Linked DNA regions of Mus musculus: regions 1, 2, 4, 5, 6 and 7 are each linked to region 3. Evidence: chromatin contacts called from public promoter capture Hi-C data. All regions are on one chromosome and are shown on one strand. Each heading gives the region's core, a stretch centred on a gene start, on an enhancer-like site or on the middle of the called end of the contact. The rest is flanking DNA. Distances are from core to core; before and after follow the strand shown.

What was found. Promoter capture Hi-C pulls out the DNA fragments that hold promoters and counts their contacts. Capture Hi-C pulls out chosen DNA fragments and counts their contacts.
Region 1: a promoter capture Hi-C map of adipose tissue shows a contact between it and region 3, with 4 times the contacts expected there. The contact joins the promoter of Tex22 here to the promoter of B930059L03Rik in region 3. A contact is called at or near these places in 1 of 39 promoter capture datasets (liver) and 2 of 9 other capture datasets (adipose tissue and liver).
Region 2: a contact with region 3 is called in a promoter capture Hi-C map of liver, with 2.5 times the contacts expected there. The contact joins the promoter of Ccdc85c here to the promoter of B930059L03Rik in region 3. A contact is called at or near these places in 2 of 39 promoter capture datasets (liver and pre-B cells) and 1 of 115 datasets of contacts at active chromatin or transcription factors (astrocytes).
Region 4: a contact with region 3 is called in a promoter capture Hi-C map of hematopoietic stem and progenitor cells, with 4 times the contacts expected there. The contact joins the promoter of Tedc1 here to the promoter of B930059L03Rik in region 3. A contact is called at or near these places in 6 of 39 promoter capture datasets (cranial neural crest, fetal liver, hematopoietic stem and progenitor cells and 2 more) and 1 of 9 other capture datasets (adipose tissue).
Region 5: a promoter capture Hi-C map of liver shows a contact between it and region 3, with 4 times the contacts expected there. The contact joins the promoter of F930026P19Rik here to the promoter of B930059L03Rik in region 3. A contact is called at or near these places in 2 of 9 other capture datasets (adipose tissue and liver).
Region 6: a promoter capture Hi-C map of pre-B cells shows a contact between it and region 3, with 3 times the contacts expected there. The contact joins the promoter of Cyp46a1 here to the promoter of B930059L03Rik in region 3. A contact is called at or near these places in 1 of 39 promoter capture datasets (pre-B cells) and 1 of 115 datasets of contacts at active chromatin or transcription factors (astrocytes).
Region 7: a contact with region 3 is called in a promoter capture Hi-C map of liver, with 6 times the contacts expected there. The contact joins the promoter of Btbd6 here to the promoter of B930059L03Rik in region 3.

The regions. Positions count from the first base shown.
Region 1 is chr12:113,073,127-113,075,826 of GRCm38.p6, reverse strand. It overlaps Tex22 (testis expressed gene 22), which reads right to left and starts at 1,325. Exons shown (of 3, transcript NM_001361919.1): 1 at 968-1,325; 2 at 391-583. The coding sequence starts at 546. Pacs2 (phosphofurin acidic cluster sorting protein 2) reads right to left here. Exons shown (of 24, transcript NM_001081170.1): 24 at 1,426-2,700.
Region 2 is chr12:108,274,114-108,276,813 of GRCm38.p6, reverse strand. Ccdc85c (coiled-coil domain containing 85C) reads left to right here and starts at 1,421. Exons shown (of 6, transcript NM_001159910.2): 1 at 1,421-2,476. The coding sequence starts at 1,681.
Region 3 is chr12:110,589,942-110,592,641 of GRCm38.p6, reverse strand. B930059L03Rik (RIKEN cDNA B930059L03 gene) reads right to left here and starts at 1,268. Exons shown (of 1, transcript NR_033340.1): 1 at 1-1,268.
Region 4 is chr12:113,155,112-113,157,811 of GRCm38.p6, reverse strand. Tedc1 (tubulin epsilon and delta complex 1) reads right to left here and starts at 1,391. Exons shown (of 8, transcript NM_134041.3): 1 at 1,241-1,391; 2 at 1,059-1,137; 3 at 449-651; 4 at 85-234. The coding sequence starts at 1,375.
Region 5 is chr12:113,138,818-113,141,517 of GRCm38.p6, reverse strand. F930026P19Rik (RIKEN cDNA F930026P19 gene) reads left to right here and starts at 1,378. Exons shown (of 4, transcript NR_165646.1): 1 at 1,378-1,460; 2 at 2,119-2,228; 3 at 2,634-2,700. It overlaps Crip2 (cysteine rich protein 2), which reads right to left and starts at 1,282. Exons shown (of 7, transcript NM_024223.2): 1 at 904-1,282. The coding sequence starts at 946.
Region 6 is chr12:108,333,051-108,335,750 of GRCm38.p6, reverse strand. It overlaps Cyp46a1 (cytochrome P450, family 46, subfamily a, polypeptide 1), which reads right to left and starts at 1,435. Exons shown (of 15, transcript NM_010010.2): 1 at 1,187-1,435. The coding sequence starts at 1,305.
Region 7 is chr12:112,975,296-112,977,995 of GRCm38.p6, reverse strand. Btbd6 (BTB (POZ) domain containing 6) reads right to left here and starts at 1,433. Exons shown (of 4, transcript NM_201646.2): 1 at 1,014-1,433; 2 at 847-937; 3 at 625-743; 4 at 1-492. The coding sequence starts at 1,390. All of the region lies in intron 5 of Brf1 (BRF1, RNA polymerase III transcription initiation factor 90 kDa subunit), which reads left to right.

The DNA of each region.
Region 1 (2,700 bases), core at 76-2,575, 2.5 Mb before region 3:
GCCTCTCCCAAGAGATGACACGTTAGCATCTTTACCATCTAGAATGCCCTGCCTTATGAAAGCGGAAGGGGCTACTGGTCAGCCCTGCAGGACAGTTGTCACCTTTGGAGGGACCTCAAAGCAGGGGTCAGGGACACTGCACGAGCTGATGTGGGTATGTGTGGCACACTCCTTCTGACCTTAGGCGACCTCTCTCTGCCTGGTGTCCACCAGAGGAAGTCTACCTCCGAGCCTAGCCTGAGTAGTTGGAGAAGCAAGCCCTAAAAACTAAATGTTTCCTCCAGTCCCATTCAGTCCTTTCCTCTTGTCCCAGAGGCCCATTCTCGGTGTCCCTTTCCAACCAGTCCACCTAAAAGCCTGGGTTCTCGGAAGACTCTCCTAACTGCTTACCCAGTCTTGGGTCTGCAAGTCGTCCTGAGGCTTGCTCTTGGTGTCTGGCTGGCTGGAGGCCACGGCAAGCCCCTGTGGGGGTGACTGTTGTCTTTGCTCTTGAGCAAGCTGCCACTGTAGCGTCTTCCTCTGGGGGCGCTGTTGCCTGCTGTCCATCTCTAAGTACAGCAGGTTGCAGTTCCCTCGACTAGGGCTGTGGGGCAAGGTGCAGGAAGGGAACTGAGCAGGGTTCCTGCTGCCACGGCAGATCCCTAAAGCAGATGATGGCAGGCCCTGCTGGGGCCGCCTTCTACCTAGTGACTACTCTTGCCGAGTAGCGGGGTCCCTTGTGACTTTCTCTCCCAGGTCTTGTGGCCATTATCCTCCGCACCAGCATCCCCCCAGGGACAGCAGTAGCCTAGAAATAGATGCTAGCCTAGCCTTCTCTGCTCTCACCGAACCACCTGGTCTGCTTTTCCTCGCAGGGGGCGCTCCTTCTGCGGTCCTGACAAGCTCTTCAGTCCTAGGATCCCACCCTCAATAGGCCTCCTCCTGTCTTGGACAACCCTACCACACAAGGCCCAGGCTCAGCGCCAACCTGAGCTCTCATTTCCCACCCTCTCCGTGGGTATGAACTGTGGAAGTCAGTTAAGGGCAGCAGTGAAGGTATGTGGGAGTTGGGTCACCCGCTCCCACGCGGATGCAGAGCTCGCCCAGAGGGCTCTGGGAAGGGCTCTGTAGGCTCCGGGACAGATGAGGGGGGCTTAATGAGCTCCGGTTGACAATGGATCAGCCGGTGAGCCCAGGCTCAGAAGGGTCTGCACAGGGAGTGGAGGGTCGTGTGGCCTGTGAACGCTCATGTGGGTCCAGGTAAACAGAGCTGGCTGGTGAGGCTGACTTAGGACCTTCAGCACCAGCCTGAGAAAGCTGGATCCAAGGACAGAGCTCTAGGGAAGAGGGACGGAGCTTCCGTCCTACAGACCCCGCCCTCCGCGGCCGCTTCCGCCCCCTCCACGCGTGCGCCCCAGCGTTCAAGCCGCATGGCCCCAACACATTCAGAGAAATCACAGCAGTGGGCGGCCTGAGCGCCGTCAGTTTATTAGTGTCGCTTCAGCACCTTGAAATCGTCCACATGGTCGCATGGGACAGATCAGTATCTGCTCCCAAAAAAAGCTATTTACATGAATCCTGCTTTTTATTAAAAAAACAAAAACAAAACTAGCAACATACACACTCTAGAAATCAGTCACAGCGCGCTGGGCAGTCTGCAGAAGCGAACGGAGTCATCCTCACGCAAGGCTGTCAGCTTCTGCTGGCCCCCTTCCAGGACAGAGCAGTCTCTGAAGGGCACAGGGATTTAGGGAGCAAGTACCCTGGCCCTGGGGAGAAGTGCCAGGACGTTTTTATGCGGAATTCATTTGAGATGGAGGCTAGAGGAAGAAGTGAGGCTTGCAGGATAAGGCTAGGGCAAGCCATTGCTTCAGGGCTGAGCCTCCCGCCTCCCCACGCCTCCCCACCCCCACCTCCCAGCACTGGTACCTTTACAGTGATACTGAGCTGCGTACTCAGAGGGTGGTGGCAGGAACCAACTTGAAGGTAGAGGCAGGGCCCCCAACTGACAGCAATGAGCAATGGCAACTGGTGTTGCTTGACAGGGACCTCTAAGACTGGCAGGCTCTGAGGGTGATGCCTCAGAGCTTCGGATGCAAACACACTCTGCGGTTCGTACCACTGCACTGCCTGTCAGGGGGGCTTTGGTGTCATCCTTCAAAGGGACAAAGTGCTTCTCCATGACTTCTCATTACAGCTCCATGAGGTAGGCAAGGAAAATGGACCATCTCTCTAACCACTGGGGGAGTGAGGCACAGGGAGGAAGGACTGCTGTCTAGGTCTGCACCTAGCACTGCCATGGTGGGGGTTGGGGGGAAGGTGTATGGTGCTCAGGTGCTAGGCTTTCCTGACTCCACCCTGGGCCAGCTGTGGGACAAAGACGCTGCCTACACCTTCCTCTTGTGTGTGTAAAGTCAGACCCCTGGAACCAGTCAAGGAAGGAGCACGTATGTACAGGGGAAGGTTCTGGAAAAGGGCTGCCCTCAGGCAAGAGCTTGAACCCCTGTGGCCTCAAGGCTAGAAATCTAGGTCAAATGTTTCATATGAAGGTTGACTTTTGGGAAAAAACACAAGGGGCAGGTAAACTAGGCTCTTAGGCTCCAAGGATTACAGTGGCCTGACTCAGCACAAGATCTTTTCAGAGAATACCTCACCAGGAGTTCCACTAAGAAGCCCTGGACCCAGGGACCTGGGGACCTATTATCCAGGACAAATAGACCC
Region 2 (2,700 bases), core at 172-2,671, 2.3 Mb after region 3:
TCCCAGAACACAGATCTAAGGCAATTGAATTCCCCGCATAGCGCTGCAGACAGCCTCACCGATTCTTCTCACGTTGTACTCTCTCCCTCCTCCCAAGAATGCCAAGTGCCCTCAGAGAGCAGTGGCCTCTTGTCCCGGTAGAATTCCCCCGGGATGGGGAAGGTGTAAGAGGGCACATGAGGTGGTTTAGTAAACGGCTGAGTAACTGTAAAAGGGGGATGTCAGCTGCTGCGCGGGCACGCGCTCCAGGCCCGGGTAGCTTACCCCGGTTTGTGCGCGCGCAGAGTGGGTTATCTCCTTGTAGGTCCAGGGGAAACGCATCCTTCCCTCGGCCCGCTGGCTGCAGAAGCGCTGTTAAATGCGCTTAGGGGACGGGATTTATAGGTGTGGGAAGATCCGTATGCTCCGCAGCGATGCGGGGCGAGGGAAGAAGGTTCTGCGGTCGCTGAGTACCTATGGACCCCAGCTATCTGGCCAGGGTGGAAGACCTTCCCTCGCCTTTCTCAGGGGTTTCCACCTAGCGAACTGCATGTTCTTCCAATCCCAGGGATTTAGCGGTGTAGTGCGCGGAAGGGAAGGGCTCGGAGAACTGCTCTGGGAAAAGGGCAGGTCCTCGGCTCCCACCACGTCAGGGGAAGAAGGGAGAGAGATCTGGCCCTGAGATAAGGCTGGCAAGGCTCCACGGTCTTGGGCTAGGGGTGGGAAGACAGCCCCGCTGCAATATTAGGCAGGGACCCAGGTGGCTCTGGTCGGTGGCCCGGAAAGGGACAAAGACCAGCCCTGCCCGACCCCCCATGTCAGGGTCCTATTGTTCCTCCTCTCTCGGACTGTACCGAACTCTGGTGCCCCCGAGAGGGAGGGAGGGAGGGAGAGAGCTGTGCTCGCCGGGTGGGCATCTGTTTATTAAGGGTGAGAAAGGGAGGGTCAGGGACGCTGGCCGGATAAGGGACGCGTAAATTCGCGCGTCGCCTTTAAGGGAAGCCCTGCCCTACCTTTCCCACCGGTCCCCGCCACCCCCTAGCCCTACCTGCATTTTAAAACCCCTTGTAGTCCTGGGATTGGCCCAGGCCGCGTCCTCCGGGCGAAGAAACTTGAACCGGGAGTGTGGGGGGGAGGAGGGTGCAAGGCCCCGCGGTTGGAAGATACCATCTTTTCAGCCTCCCCGCGCGCGCCCCGCCCCTCCCGCACACCCCCGAACCTGGCCAATCAGACCTGTGGGAGGGCGGGACCGTGGCTCGAGCGCGCCTCTGGCAGGGCGCCCGGCGGGCCGGCGCACCGCGTAGGGGGACCTCGGGGGCCTGCCACTCCTCTGACCGCCTCCCTTTCGGAGGCGTGGCCCAACGGCGGCGCCCCGCCCCCTCTCCGCCCGGGGTGGGCGGGGCAGCTGGGGCTCCGGGAGCGGGGCCGGGGGCGGGCCTCCGCCTGCTGCGCCCGAGCTCGGAGAGCCGGGGCACCGCGGCCGCCGACGCAGCCACGGTCCCGGTTCCTCAGTCCTGAGGCGTGCGCGGGCTCTCGGGTGACCCCAGAGGGGGCCGCGGGAGGGAGCGCGAGGCGGCGAAGGGCGGGCCGCACGCGTCCCCAGCCGCCCCCCGCGCGCGCGTGGCCGAGCCCAGAGAAGCCCCGGCGCGGGGAGCGCCGGCCCGGCGCGGGCGAGGGCGATGCCGCGGTGACGGCCCCGCCATGGCGAAGCCCCCGGCGGTGGCGGCGGCGGCTGCAGCGGCGGCGTCGGAGGAGCTGAGCCAGGTCCCGGACGAGGAACTGCTGCGCTGGAGCAAGGAGGAGCTGGCGCGGCGGCTGCGGCGCGCCGAGGGCGAGAAGGTGGGCCTCATGCTGGAGCACGGCGGCCTGATGCGCGACGTGAACCGGCGGCTGCAGCAGCACCTGCTGGAGATCCGCGGCCTCAAGGACGTGAACCAGCGGCTGCAGGACGACAATCAGGAGCTGCGTGAGCTCTGCTGTTTCCTGGACGACGACCGGCAGAAAGGGCGCAAGCTGGCGCGCGAGTGGCAGCGCTTCGGACGCCACGCGGCCGGCGCCGTGTGGCACGAGGTGGCCCGCTCGCAGCAGAAGCTACGGGAGCTCGAGGCGCGCCAGGAGGCCCTGCTGCGCGAGAACCTGGAGCTGAAAGAGCTGGTGCTGTTGCTGGACGAGGAGCGCGCGGCGCTGGCGGCGGCGGGGGGCGCTGGCGGCGGCGGCGGCGGCGCGGGCTCCCGCAGCTCCATCGACAGCCAGGCCAGCCTGAGCGGGCCCCTGGCGGGGAGCGCAGCGGGCTCGGGGGCCCGCGACGTTGGCGACGGCAGCAGCACGTCCAGTGCGGGCAGCGGCGGCAGCCCGGACCACCACCACCACGTCCCAGCGGCTCTGCTGCCCCCGGGGCCGCACAAGGTTCCGGACGGCAAGGCCGGAGCCACGCGCCGGTCTCTGGATGACCTGTCAGCGCCGCCGCACCACCGAAGCATCCCTAACGGCCTGCACGGTAAGCATCTCGCCGGGATCGGAAGCCCATGGGTGTCTGTCGTGAAGCAGTAGTAGTTTCTGGAGACCTCACAGGTGCGGGGTGGGGGTGGGGTCGCACCTTCAGACCCTTCCGCAGCTGGCATAGCAAATGGAGCATTCGGCGTGGTGGTGTCCCTGTCTAGCTGATGCCGCAGAAAAAAGTTTCTCCTCCGCAGCTTTTTGTGTTACCAGCTGGCACTCTGG
Region 3 (2,700 bases), core at 19-2,518:
GGAGAGAGAGAATTGTGTCCATGCTTCTGACAGCACCCCCACACCAGGGCTACCTTCCAGGGTTACCAGTATCTTGGGCAGGAAGCAGTGGGAAACAGACATCGCTAGGGCTTCCTTGGAACAGGCATGGCTATGACCCTGGAGGGAATCAGCACAAATTTCCAGATTTTTGAGCCCTAGAACAGTAAGACTCAGGGACAGAGTCGGAGACAGGCAGTTTACTACAAAGAAAGGAGAGAGGGAGACAGAAGTCAAGCCAGGAAGTGCACGCCTTTATTCTTAGGGCAGAGGCAGGGACATCTCTTGAGTTTAGGGTCTACACAGTGAGTTCCAGGTCAGCCAAGAAGAGACTCTGTTTTATAGACAGACAGACAGACAGACAATAAGGCTAGCCAAGGCGAGACCCTGTCTTATGAGTAAATTAGAGAAAGAAGGAAAGAAAGAGGCACCCAGTGAGTGGTAGTGGGAAAGACGGGGTGCTCAAAGTCCTCATCTATGTGAGTTCTGGTCCTCCATAGTTATTTACATAGCAAGCACCTCTACCTCTTTACGTTACCACGTGTCCGGTACACGCCACTTAGGTGGGACGAGTTTCCTGACCCTGCTTACTGGTTTCTTTCGTTAATCTCTCGGCATCCCCAGCCTCCCACCTACTTCAGTTCTCAGAGCTGCTACAGGGGACAGGTTGGCCCTGTCCTATCCACGCTACGGTCGCGTCTCGGGGTTCCATGACGGGGGTCACATGGGACCCTGGTCACCAACCCCGCCTATCAAGTGGAAAGTGACGGGGCTGTAACCCAGGACCTGCCGTTCAGTTCCACGGACGCCTGTTTGCCGCTGTCCAGAAGCCACTTCTGCAGAGTGGCAGGTCGATCACGTGTCGCCAGGGGAGCGGTCACGTGTGGCCTCGAACGATCATGTGAGTCCTCAAGCCAATCACCGCGGCCTGGAAGAAGGGGCATTGCGATTGGCTCATTTTCCTCCCGTGAATATCGCGAGATTCAGAGTCAGACACTTCCCGATTGGTCGATGCGCTGCGTCATTTCCCTGCGCCAGCGTTTAGGTGAAGGTAGTCGGTCTCCCTGTCCTGTGTGCCGTGGGCCAAGCGTCTAAGCTTGGGTCCGGGCCGTCCGCGGCCCTCACTCCCCTCCCGCCAAGGGACGCGGCCCCCTCTGCGGCTTCCTCTAGACGTCGCTGCCTTGTCCTAAGTCAGCCTGCGTTCGAGCTGCCGAACCGAGGTTTCGTGCGGCTTCCTGGCGCGGTGACTCATCCAGTCACGTGCGCCGTGGAGGCTGCGCCTTGCGGAGATCTCCGCCCTGCCGAGATGGCAGAGACCTTCCCGGGGCCGCCCTTGTCCTGCTGCCGTGTTCTGGTGCAGCTGTGCTGAGCTGATATCCTGTTGACTTTGAACTCTTCTCCGTTTTCTGCATGCGCTTTGTCTCATTCCTACGGGGTACCTGCTGCCATCCGCTTGCTCTTTGGTTTGGATGCCGGGTAGCCGTGCTGAGTCCCAACTCTGATGCTCCTGCCTCCACCTTTCCAGTGCTGGCATGGAAGGCGTATGTCAGCACGTCCACCTTACACACACGTACCCACATTTGATTGCCTCTCCACTTGGATCTTGCTGTTCTCGCTGATCCCACATTTATCTGTACATTGCGTCCATCAGACGCAGTTTTGAGTGTCCCACACGGTGCCAGACTGAAGGTACAGCGATAAGTAGGGTAATAGGGACATTGCTTGTAGAGGGCTCACGGGCTATCCTGGGGTGACTGGTTGGAGGGATGTTTTTGCAAGCTCCCTCTTGGCTGCAGTGTGGAATGTTTGAGAAGAAGGTGTTGGGCCGGCAGGAAAAGTTAGTCCTGGGGTGAGGATGAATTCGAATTTGGAATGAGTGCCAGAACCTTTCTAGTTTCAATTTGGCCATATTTTATGGAGACCGCTCAGCAGTTAGGTCCATGTACAGTTCTTCCGGACAATCCGAGTTTAGAGTCCCACGTTAGGGACAGACTATTTATAACCCTAGCCCCAGGGGACCGAACACCCTCTTGCTTCCGTGGGCACTTGCACTCATATGTACAAATCCACATACAGAAACAAACACATTTAAAAAAATAAAATCTTAAGGAGTGAGAGCGTGTGCTGGGGTTTTCTCACTTCTCTGCTCACATTTGCATCTAGCAACACTTCAGGCAGGTGAGGATAATTCCTGGTTTCTGTTTTTCAGCATGGAAAACAGTGCGGCCGGGAGTAGCTGGCCTTACTGCTCAGACTAGGTGAATTTTGCTGATGGCTAAATTTTTGAAGCAGAATTGCAGAGTCAAAATACATGACACCCTGCAGGGTGGAACGTGTTTCTAATGCCAGCATTCAGGGGGCTGGGTAGTAGGATTTTTGGTAAGACTGTCTCAAAATGTTTTCAACACTTACCTTTTAAAACTTTCAGTTGCATTTTTAAGGGTCCTACAAATCTGCAAGCCACCAACAGTAAACTGAAGTGACCCACCCTTCCTCACCTGCTACTGGGGTTACTTTCCTGTCCTTCCAGAAGCATTGACTTGTGGCCCTGAGATCTGCATAGGATGGCGACACTGCCAGTGGGAGCCCCTGCTTACCTGCCTCTGCTGGCTTTGCATCCTCCTCGGGAATATTCCTCACACCTACACGGCATGCCTATGTCTCTTTTGGCATGTAGGTGGA
Region 4 (2,700 bases), core at 142-2,641, 2.6 Mb before region 3:
CCAGTGGTCCAATAGTGGTGACAGAGATGGACCCCAGGGAAAGGCAGCCTGGGCACAGGGTGAAGAGCCATGTGCCTGTATTACCTTGCTGAGGAGGATACACTGCTCCTGCTGACTAGAGATCAGGCATCGCCACCTAAACCGCAGCCTTCCCATCAGCCATTCCACTAGTCGGAGATCCACGGGGCTCTTTGGTTCCACAAAGGGTGCAGGAGGACCAGGACTGGTTGGGGCCTCACAGTAGAGAGGGAACAAGAGTCAGCCCTGCTATACATCCCATATCTCGAGGAAGGACCAGGACAGGGAAGCTGTACTACTGACGTACATCCTCAGCTTCAAAGCTGGATGAGAACCACACCAAGGGCAAATACCACATGAGCTGGAAGCCCGGAGAAATCCACGGGTTCTGGGCAAAGCAGGGCTCTGACACCCTCAATTACATACTCACCTCCCACTGGGGCAACTGGTCACCCAGCTGCACACGGGTCTGGGCAAGCAGCTGCTCAAGCAAGGGTCCTCGGGCGAGGAGCCAAGACAGGGCCAACAGCAGTTCCCGGCTTCCCTGAGAACTGCCGTCTGGAAATTGTAGCAGCACAGACCTGGGGTAGCCTTGGGAGCCCAGTGCTGATTTCACCACACAGGCTTGGGCCTCTGGAGTGGGAAATGATCAGATCAGGGGGTGCTAACCTGGAGATTTCACCTGGATCCCTCTGGGGACCTGAGAGCACCCCCTAAGCTTAGAACCTGCTAAGCGTGGACTAAGGAGGCGAGATCTGAGAGTCTATGAGGAGGCAAAGTGATAACCAACGGGCAGGATTTCTGTGAGTGGTTGGCCAGTCTCAGCGTTTCACTGGAGTGATAAAGCCACTACTACCCAGGTAAGCGTGGTAAAGGCTAGTGGGAACTTATACTAATGGAAGTGGGCGCAACAGCGAGAGGAGCAGGTGCCTGCAGGAAGGGAGGAAACAACAGAGGAGCTTTGATGGGGCGGGACTTGGTGGGTTAAGACAAAACTACAATAGCCTTGGGGAGCGGCTTTCTGAGAGGGCGGGGCTTACCTGGGGCAAGGTCGGTCCAGGTATTGTTTGCAGCAAGCGGTGAGAGCACGCGCAAGAGAAGCTGCCAGAGCACTGGAGCCTGAAGCAAACGAGGAGTTTGTAGTCAGCGGGTATCAGGTGTCACCTACATCAGCCCAGGCAACGCCTGCCCCGACCCCGACCGCCTACTCGAATAGCCTCACCGCCTCAGGTCGATCGAACTTGGCGCGGCGGAAGATTTCTGGGCTGGGCCCAGCAGGCAGGCACCGACTCAGCGCGGCGACAGCCTCAGGCAGGGCCCGGGCAGCCCCTTCCACCCGGCTCCGCCGCCGCCGCATACAGCCAGCACTAGACAGCCTCGGATTGCCCGCTCGGGACCCCGACCAATCACAGTTCCGGATGAGGCCCGCCTTCTCCCCTCAGGCCCAATGAACGATGACTCTGGCGTTTGAGTGCCTACCAGTCTATCCCGTAGGCAGGCACTTCCGGGGTCGGGGGCGGGGATTGGAGGTGCCAACTCCGTTGGAACTCACCAATCAGCACCTCGACTTATCAACCGCCTTAGCAACCCCGGGCTAGGGAAGCGCGAGGCTGGAGGGCGCGCATGCGCCCGAGGTGTTCCCTGGAGGAGCGGAGGAAGGAGCAATGTGGCTCCACCCAGCCACGAAGGGAGTGTCTCTGCGAAGCCGCCCTGGAAGGAACCCGCCGCCAGGGGTCGCCAGGCCTCCGCGAGAAGCAGCTGAGCCCTGCGAAGTGGGTGGGGAGTTCCGGGGGCCACGTCGCCAGAAGTCTCTTCGGAAAGCCATCCTCCCTCTCATGTACAGCCAGCCCCAGACTTCCTTGTCCCCATATTCATTCTTCCTCCAGCCACTAGAAGAGCAGTTTTTAAGGAAAATTCTCCACTTCATAAAAGGGTGCGGCCCTCTCTTTTAAGGTTGAACTTAGTTTTGCACTCAGCCCTTCAGGAGCAATCTTGGTAAGCTTTGAGAATCCCGCAAGGATTCACAGTAGCTACATGACAATGGCAGAATGAACCCAGAGTGCAACCTGATGCACGGGGAAAGACATGCAGTCGGCAACTATCCTCCGCAACCGGCATGAGCCTACTACGTGGCTACAACCTAGGTGAAGCCAGAGCAGCCTCTGTGGGAAGCCGGATGCGAAAGATCACATTATGTGCGCCAGTGCGTGTGGAGGAGGGCCGGACAAAGGCCGGACGCTGCCAACGGTGATCCAGAGACAAGCCTGTAGGCGACGAGTGGCAGGAAGAATTGCTGGGGCGAGACCTGAACGCTCGAGCGGACACAAACTAAGCTTTGTGCCCTCGATGTCGCCACCAAAAATAGTTGGAGCAGCGGACAGACAGTACTGCGTGTACTCTGCATCTCAAAGCTAGGAAAGAAGAGGCAGGTGGAGAGGGAGAGGGTGCGGTGCGGAAAAGGAAAGTGAGGTGAGAGGGAGGGGCAGAGCTGTCCCTTGGCACCTGCCAGTTTAACGGCGGTCTACAGGATGGCCACGCCCTCCGGAAGTGCGGAGACTGCGGGCTCACCTTTACCTTGACCCTCCCTGTGTTTTGCTGCAGACCTTCCTCTGCTCATCTGGATACCTTCAGCTATTCTGCCTCAGGGTCTCCTCCTTCCTGGCCCCTTGCCACACAGCAAAT
Region 5 (2,700 bases), core at 129-2,628, 2.5 Mb before region 3:
CCTCTATTCTGGCCCTGAGTCTATTTTTCAGTGGCAGCTATACTGCTACTCTGGCAAAGTTGCTCAGCTAGGAACACAGCCCCAGGAGGTTAGCAGATCAGGAACCAGGGGATGCTTGATAAAGGTGATTGCCTTCAGGGGCTACCTTAGCAGGAACCAATTCCTGCATACCATAGCTTCCTTCCCAGATGGCCTTGACCTCCAAGAGGCCAGGGTCCTAGTCACCCAGTGCACTCTCAAGCTCATGGAGAAATACGTGTCACCATGCCCCACCCCGGGTGAAACTGCAGAGGCAAATGGCCAAGAAAAGGAGCAAGCTGGGGCATGTAAGAGGCAGAAGCCAAGGTCGCCCCCGCTTGGACTGAATCCGAAATCCCAGACCTGGCCCAACGGCCTGGGCAGAGGTCGAAGTGAGCACTGGGGTCACTCACTACTATGGGTCACACTAGTGGGCCCATGTGCAGGCTGGGAAGCAGCCATAAGGTGAAGAGATGCCGGAAACCAGGGGATCTCAACGGACCAGTCTCGGGCGTCGGACCTCATTGGATCCCGCCCCGAAGAGCGTCCCTGAAGAAGGGCGATAAGCTGAACATGCGGGTGGCCAGGAGGGCGCTCCTGGCCCCGGCCGACCAGGACTTTGCGTACCTAGACCAGTGCCTACCGAGCGCTTCGGAACCCACCCGACGCCACCCGCTTCTCCAGAATCCCAGATGGTATCCCTCGCCCCGCGTAGCACTACCTTCGAGCCTCGGGCCGCACCCGCGAAAACAGCGTGGCGAGCTTAGCTACCGATCGGATCGCGCATCCCAAGACGGTGGCTGCGCACCCCATCCGTGTACATTCCGGGGTGTGGCTCTCAGCCAGGAGCCTGGAGGCGAAGGCGGACGGCGGGTGGATACTCACCGAAGTATACGGTCTTGTCACACTTGGGACACTTGGAGGCCATGGTCGGTGCGCTCGGTCGGTCCGCGCCCTCCACCCGCGCTCGTCTCTGTGCCGCCGCCCGCGCCTGCCCCGCCCGCCCCCGGACGTCGATTGGCTCCGAGACCTGGGCGGGGCCTCTGGAGCCCGCCCCCTAGACGCCAGCAGCTGGGCGCGCTGCAGGCGGGGCGCACCTGCCAGGGTCGGAAGGGCCCGGCCTAGCGCCCCCTACCCCGGAGTGAGGTGGCGTCCACAGGGATCGCCCGAGGATTCCATGGCCACATAGTGATCTCTAGCTGTAGAACGGACTTGGGATCCCCAGCTTTAGGTCTCGAGGTCCGGGCCTGCTCGTGGTAGAAGGGGGCACGAGAAGCCCGCGGGACGCGCCCCCGCCCCTCGCGCCTCCCGGCGCCGCCTCCCTTTGTTGCCTCGTTTCTATAGCAACGGTCTCGCAGCACAGAAGCACGAAGCATCGGATTCCGGGCGGGGCGCCGCGGTCCTGTCTGTGGTGCTGAAGGAGGGGCGGGCGAGGCTCACTTGTAAGCGCCACCACTTCCAAAAACAGCTTAAGAAACCACTGGGATGAGTGGGGGCGGGGTGGCGTCAGCCAGAGCAGGCTCTGACGGGGCCGCAGGTGCACTTGCCTCTAAGGCACTTTTATCCTTGGAGGAATGGGGTACCTGCGAATTTCCTCCGCGGCAAGTGTTGTGGGCTAATACCCCCTTCTGTGAGGTTGCTGCTGCTCTTCCTCAGACTAAGAGTCTCTGACTCCCACAATGCTGGCCCCAAAGCATTCTGTAGAGCAGCAGAGCCAGAAATCCTGCTTGTCCTCAGAATAGTCCCCTTCCAGTTTCCTTCCCACTAAGGGCTTGCTTGCCGTCCCACCCTCCTTACTTTCTGACTCCCATGGACCTACAGGCCTCTCTCTGAGCCTCTTGACCCAACCTGAGCCTTGGGCCTGGGGAACAAACACTCTACAAGTCTCAAACCCTGATGACCCTGCCCAGTATGGACAGCTGACTCCAGAGAAACCCCTCCCACACTTTCCTCACTGCCGTGCTGGAGACCCACATTTCATTTCTGTGTCCAGCCCATGGACTGGGAGCCAAGTGGTCCCAGGTACCAGGCATGTTGGTAATCCCTGGCCTACTCTTATAGCTCCATGTGGTGGCCTTCCTTTGTACACATATCCTGCAGTAACTGCCATTTCCATGGTGACAACAGCCCAGAAACGTGCCACCCCCTCCAAGCCTGACTGACCAGCCAGACCAGCTCCCCCTGGCACCTGTGGACACATGCCAGCCAAGGTGAGAGGCAGGCAAGGAAGCCTTCCTGGACAGACCCTTCGCTCACAGCCAGGTTCCTGTTCAGGCTGAATGTATAGGTGTCCTGACTTCCAACCCAAGCATCCATTACTGCGCCCCCTCCAGCTTCCCATTTAGGAGTCCTGTGGACCTCTAGGTACCAGCCTGCTTGACCACTCCACCGCTAATATCTGCCGTGAAAGACAGGGCTGACTGGGCTAAGCACAGCTAGTCTTCTAAAAAGGCCTCAAGGGTGCCCGGCCACAATGAGAGTGGATAGGAGTAGGCCCCCTCCCGGGGCAATCCTGGCTGGATGCCCAGGGCGAGAAGGGGATGGAGAGGGCCGGGTAAGAGTTCCTAATTGCTGCTTCTGTCCTACCTCCTCTGCTGGGTCCCTGGATGATGAAGGAGGGCTATGGGGCTGTTGTGAGCCTGGCAGGAAGGCACACGGGCCAATGACAAACAGTAACCTTGA
Region 6 (2,700 bases), core at 186-2,685, 2.3 Mb after region 3:
CAATTAAGTGCAACATGCCAGGCCCTGGAGGTATGACACAAGCAAACCCAACATCTCTGCCCTATTTGGGCTCACATTTTAGCATGGGGCAATCAACAGGTGGGAAAAAAGGTGACTCCAGGGGTAGCCTTAAAATTACCGGGGCTGGGCAGGCTTCACATAGAGGGATTGGGACAGCCTGTTTGATATGAGAACAAGAAAATACCACTCACAGGCCAGAGAAGGTGAATGGGGAGAGCCAATGGAGAGATGTAGGGGACAGGCAGGCTTAGGGCAACCGTAGTATGCAAAGGGGGCAAGAGGGGACAGGTACTAAGTTGCCTGTGAACTTAGTAGTAGCTTGCTAGCTGTGTGGTATGGTTCATGTGAAACGGGATTTTTCAACTCTGAAGTGATGGGAAGCCCTTGGGACACTTTCATTACACATCTACTCTAAGCTTCAAAAAGCTCTTGCCAGGTATAGTGGCACAGGCCTTTAATCCCAGCACTCAGGAGGCAGAGACAGGCAGATCTCTCTGTGAGTTTTGAGGTCAGCCTGGTCTATAGTGAGTTCCAGAACATCCAGGGTTTTGAAGAGAAACCTTGTCTCCAAAAAAAAAGGGGGGGGGGTGAGAAAAGGAATAAGAAAGAAAAGGAAAAGAAAGGTAAGCTTTTGATGGGAGCCATTGGTAAAGTGGCCAAAAACGGAATGGAAATACTGAGGACAAATGGAATGTCCCAGGACAGAAACACAGAAACAGAAAAACGTGACGGGAGTACAGTGTTCAGTATTTGGACAGGTTGGCCCTGTCCAAGTCCTAAAGTTAGCAGCGTCCACTTCGAAAGCAGCCTAACCTGGGTTTAAATCTAGGCTTACCAACTGTGTGACCTTGGCAGGTGACTTCCCCGCGTGCGCCTCAGTCTGCAGGTCTGAACGATGGGGTAACAGCAGCGCTTACCTGACAGGACTGTAGCTGCCGACACATTTGTGCGGCCCAGCCAAGCGCGGTGGGCGCCCAGCAGCTGCTGCGGCTGTGAGTAATTTGTTACTAAGAATAGTTAGCGCCCCTCTCCGGGCCTGCGTCTCCGGGCTGGCCGTGCGTACAAGACGAGGCTGGACCCCCGTCCTGGGCGCTGGCTCTGACGCGGTCCCCAGACCCCGCGATCGAGAGCCCCAGCCAGGCCCCCGCCCCCACCCCCCGCTCACCTGGGCCGCGGCGGCCCGGGGATGTGCTCATAGCGGCTGCGAGCGCGATGCACGAAGGTGCAGCAGAGGCCGAAGGCGAGCAGGACGGCGCTGCCGAGCAGCAGCAGCCCGGGGCTCATGGCTCGTGGTCGGCGCCGGTGCAGAGGGGGCCGGAGGCTGCGACCGACTAGCTGTCAGCGCTGCGCGCCGCCTCGGCCCCAGGCCCCGCGCTCACCAGCACCGCCCCCGCCGCTCGGCTCCGCCCCCGCTGGCTCGACCCCGCCCCGGGCACGCGGACCCGCCAACCACGTCTCCGCCTCCAGCCCTAGCTCTCAGGACCCGCCCCCGCACGGCCACGCCCTCTTTGAGGCCCAGCCCCAGCCGCCACGCCGTTCCCGCCCAGAGCGATAAGTATTCACCAATCACAACCTGGCTTTTGGCTCAGACTTTGAGGCCACGCCCCTTCTACCCTCTCTTGAGCTCAGACTCCACCCCGAAGTCGCCCCGCCCAGAACGCGTTGTCCTGGCAACCTCGCTTCCTGGGCGCAAGCTGCCCAGGCGGCGGCGCAAATCCCGTCCGCTGGCTCCGCCCCTTTGGCCTCGCCAACTGTCTCTCCGCGTGCAGTGCCAGGCCTCTTCCTTTCTCGTGCAAACCTTCTGAAAACCCTTTCCCAGCCCTCCAATCCCCGTCTTGCGCTGACTGTTCTCAAACATCTCCCTGAAACCTTAGCGCCCCAAAGTTAGTCAATCCCAAATGTCCTCGCGCTGCGCCTTCATTGCAGGTCGGTGCAAGCCTTGCGCCCGCTGTGTGCCAGCGTCCGCCCGGAGGCGGAGGACAAGATCCTAGCAGGATGCAGGAGTTCCTGGGCCCGGGAAAACCATAATCCTGAGTATGGGTGATGGTCCATAGGAATGTGCTGGGCTGTGCTCCGCCTTCTCACCCGGTGGAAGCGCAAAGTGCTCCTCACTTCCGAGTTTCAGTTCCCGTGGGGGACGCTCAGATAGGCCTGCAGTGGATGGGAGGGCCAGATGTGCGCTCTCCTTGACTAGATAAAGAGCCTCGGGATTGGGGAGTGGGGGCTCTGAAGACCTCGAGAGAAGGTCGGTTTCTGACTACTCCGAGACCTTGGTTAGGTCCTGGAGGGGTCTGAAGACAGAAAAACAGGAAAAAAGTGTGGACCGTGTGCCTACATTTCCGGGTATACAGGACCAGCCCCCGGGAGGGACATATCAGGGATCCGTGAGCTGCAGGTGACGGGGAGAGCTTTAGGAGCTGTGCTTGATTTCGGTCTGGAGAGGCCACCTCAGCCTGAACAAGACGGGAAGCCAAGCATCCAACCGGGGACTGGCCTCTGAGTGGCATTAGGGGGATGTGGCTTGCCACCGCGCCCCCGTGTGGTAGCGAGCGGCAGTCGCATGTGCGCAACAGGGACCTCCCGTGGCCCTGCTTGGGGGCAGAGGAAGGTCAGCCAGTTTAGTTTAGCCATTTGTGAAAGCTCCTGAATTGAGAGGAGATGAAGGCATGAGACTGCGAG
Region 7 (2,700 bases), core at 184-2,683, 2.4 Mb before region 3:
TCTAAGGTCAGGATGTCTGACTGGGCGGCACCATTGGCAAACTCCTCTAAGGTCATAGTTGGAATTCGGACCAGGTAGAGGGCTCTTCCCAAAACATGCCTCTTGTTGTGAGGAGTGACTGGGAGGCCCTGTCTCTTACATTCTGCCTCAGCCCAGTTCAGGACGGCCTCGAAGACCACAGCCTCCTTGGTATTGAGGGCCTCCCTGGTCACAATGATCTCCAGTGTCTGCCGGTCAATTTCACAGAAGCCTTCAGACCTCAGGGCCATTTCAGCTTGTGCATCAATGACTTCCCAGCATCTCTGGGTCAGTTCAGGCTCCTCAAACAGTCGGCTCTGGGACAGCAGGACACAAGCATTTTTGGCTTCCAGACTTGTTTCCAGAAAGTTGACGCAGGCCTTGGCCAGGGCAGGCACGATGTACTTCTTAGCAGCATACAGAGTGGCAAGCACTGTGTCCGCCTCCAGGTCGATCTCATCGCTGTACATGTACCTGCGTAAGGCAGGGGCTCTCCTGGGGAGCTGCAAGGGCTCCCCTGCACAACCTCTGGGGTTGTAGCAAACAGGTAGGGGACCATTGGAAGGTAACCACCCCATCCTTCCAGACCCAGCGCACAGCACTTACTTTAGCAAGACCAAGAAGGCAGCAGGCTCCACATCGGGAATGTGGATTTCTGACTTCACTTCCGCAAGATCCCCGTAGAACATGGCATAGAAGACGGAGCTGCCGACAGCCAAGACATACTGTGGATGAAAGAAAACCACCTGAGCTACAGGGCAGTAAACAAGGTCCAGGGAGACGCACCTAGCCAGGCCCACCAGGGGACAGGGCTGCGCCCTTACCCACCTTGTGGGCGGGCACACGCCTGGCAGCCCCCAGAGCCCCCACGATGAAGTGGACGTCAGCCATCAGCTCGTTGTTGAACATGAGCGCATTCCTGCAAAGGGCAGAGGCACACGGGCTGGAACGGCGCGCGCCCGGGCTCCAGAGCCCGGGGGCGGGCGGCGGCTCACCTCTCGCGCAGCGTAGGATGGAAGGACTGCCAGTTGGGGCTCTCGGGATTGTTGTTGTCTGGCAAGGGCGGCGCGGGCAAGGGCGGCAGCGGGGCGGGTGCCAGGCAGGGCGGGCAGCAAAGCCCGACCTTCGTGCTCTCGGCTGCGCCTGCCGCGTTGCTGTTGGCGATGTCGGTGGCAGTAGCTGCAGAGGGACTGGCGGGCGGGTACAGTTCCGCGGCCATCTTCGCTACTGCCGGGGCGGGCTCCGCACTGGTCGGTGCTGCGCCGCGCGCCTTCGCGCCGCGACGGGGCCTGGGAAACGGCTCTGCGAGCACCAGCAGGGAGGTTAGGCACTGCGCCACCCGCCCATGCAGGCAGGCGAGCGGCAGCAGCATGGGGCCACGCCGGCCCTGCCCGCTACCCACCCGCACCCCACACCCCTCACCGAGCCCGCGGCTCGGCCGCAGGGGGCGCCGTCCCGCCCGTACCCACTGCTGCGGCGCCGGCGTCTCTCGTCACTGTGCGTCAAGACGCGACTCCTCGTTCCAGGGCCCCGCCCCTGGGGGAGGTGTTGAAGCTCCGCCCGGGTGCCCAGGTTTAAGGGCGAGTTGTGGTTGCACCTTCTATCACTCAGAAATGAGATTTTTTTTCCAACAGCTCAGGCTTTGAAAAATCACCTGACCCAGCTAGCTTTTCTTCGTGGAGGAAATGAGTCTCTAACGCAAGGCTTGATCTCCCTTTTTGTGTACAGCTTCTTTAACAGAGCACAAAGTCAAGGGCAGTACACCTGTTATGTCGGAATTTCTTTTTCTGTCATGAGTCTAGACCTCATGTGCCACAGGGTGACCTCAAACTTTCTACATAGACCTTCCTTTCTAAGTTGACTACTCCAATGGGTTACATTTTGTTTGCCAGTTTATCCAACCGTGTATATATCAACTCTATATCCCAGTTGTGCTGACCATAGGGAGGCAATTTTATCCTTTCCAGATCCTAATTGCAATTCTTTGGGTCTTTATCCAGAAGTGAGATGATTGGATAAAATGGTAGCTCTTGATTTCTCATTTTTATTTTATGGATGTGGATGTTTTGCCTGTACCTGGTGTTTGCAAAGGCCAGGAGAGGCTGTTGGATCTCCTAAGACTAGAGATACAGATGGTTGTGAGCTGTGAGCTGTGGGTAGATGGGTGCTGGCTCTTCAGCAAGAGCAATAACCACTCTTAAGCACTGAGTCATATCCAGTGCTTCGTGCTCCCCCCGCCCCTTAGGTTTTGAGACAGGGATTTTCTGTGTAGCGCTGACTGTCCTGGAGCTAGCCTCAGATCTGCCTGCCTGCCTCCTGAGTGCACCATCACTGTCCAGATACAGTTACTTGTTTGAGCAAACTTTGCAATGGCCTTTGTTCGTGCTTGTATTATTTATCAGTCCTCCACAGCGTGCACTGCTCTTTTCCCTCATCCTGGGTAAACCTTGTTATAATGTTCTGGGTTTTATAGAGGCTATGCTAGTGGATATGAGGTGGAATCTTGATTGCTGATGTCAACCTTTCTGTGTTTCTTGGTCATTTGTATATCTTCTTGGAAGAAGTACCTCCATGAGTCGTTTGCCCACTTTCCAATCAGTCTGCTTCTTCACTGCATTGAGCTCAGTCTTTAGGACAGATGCTTTCTCCCTTTTTTGTGGTTGTCTTGACTGGACAGACTCC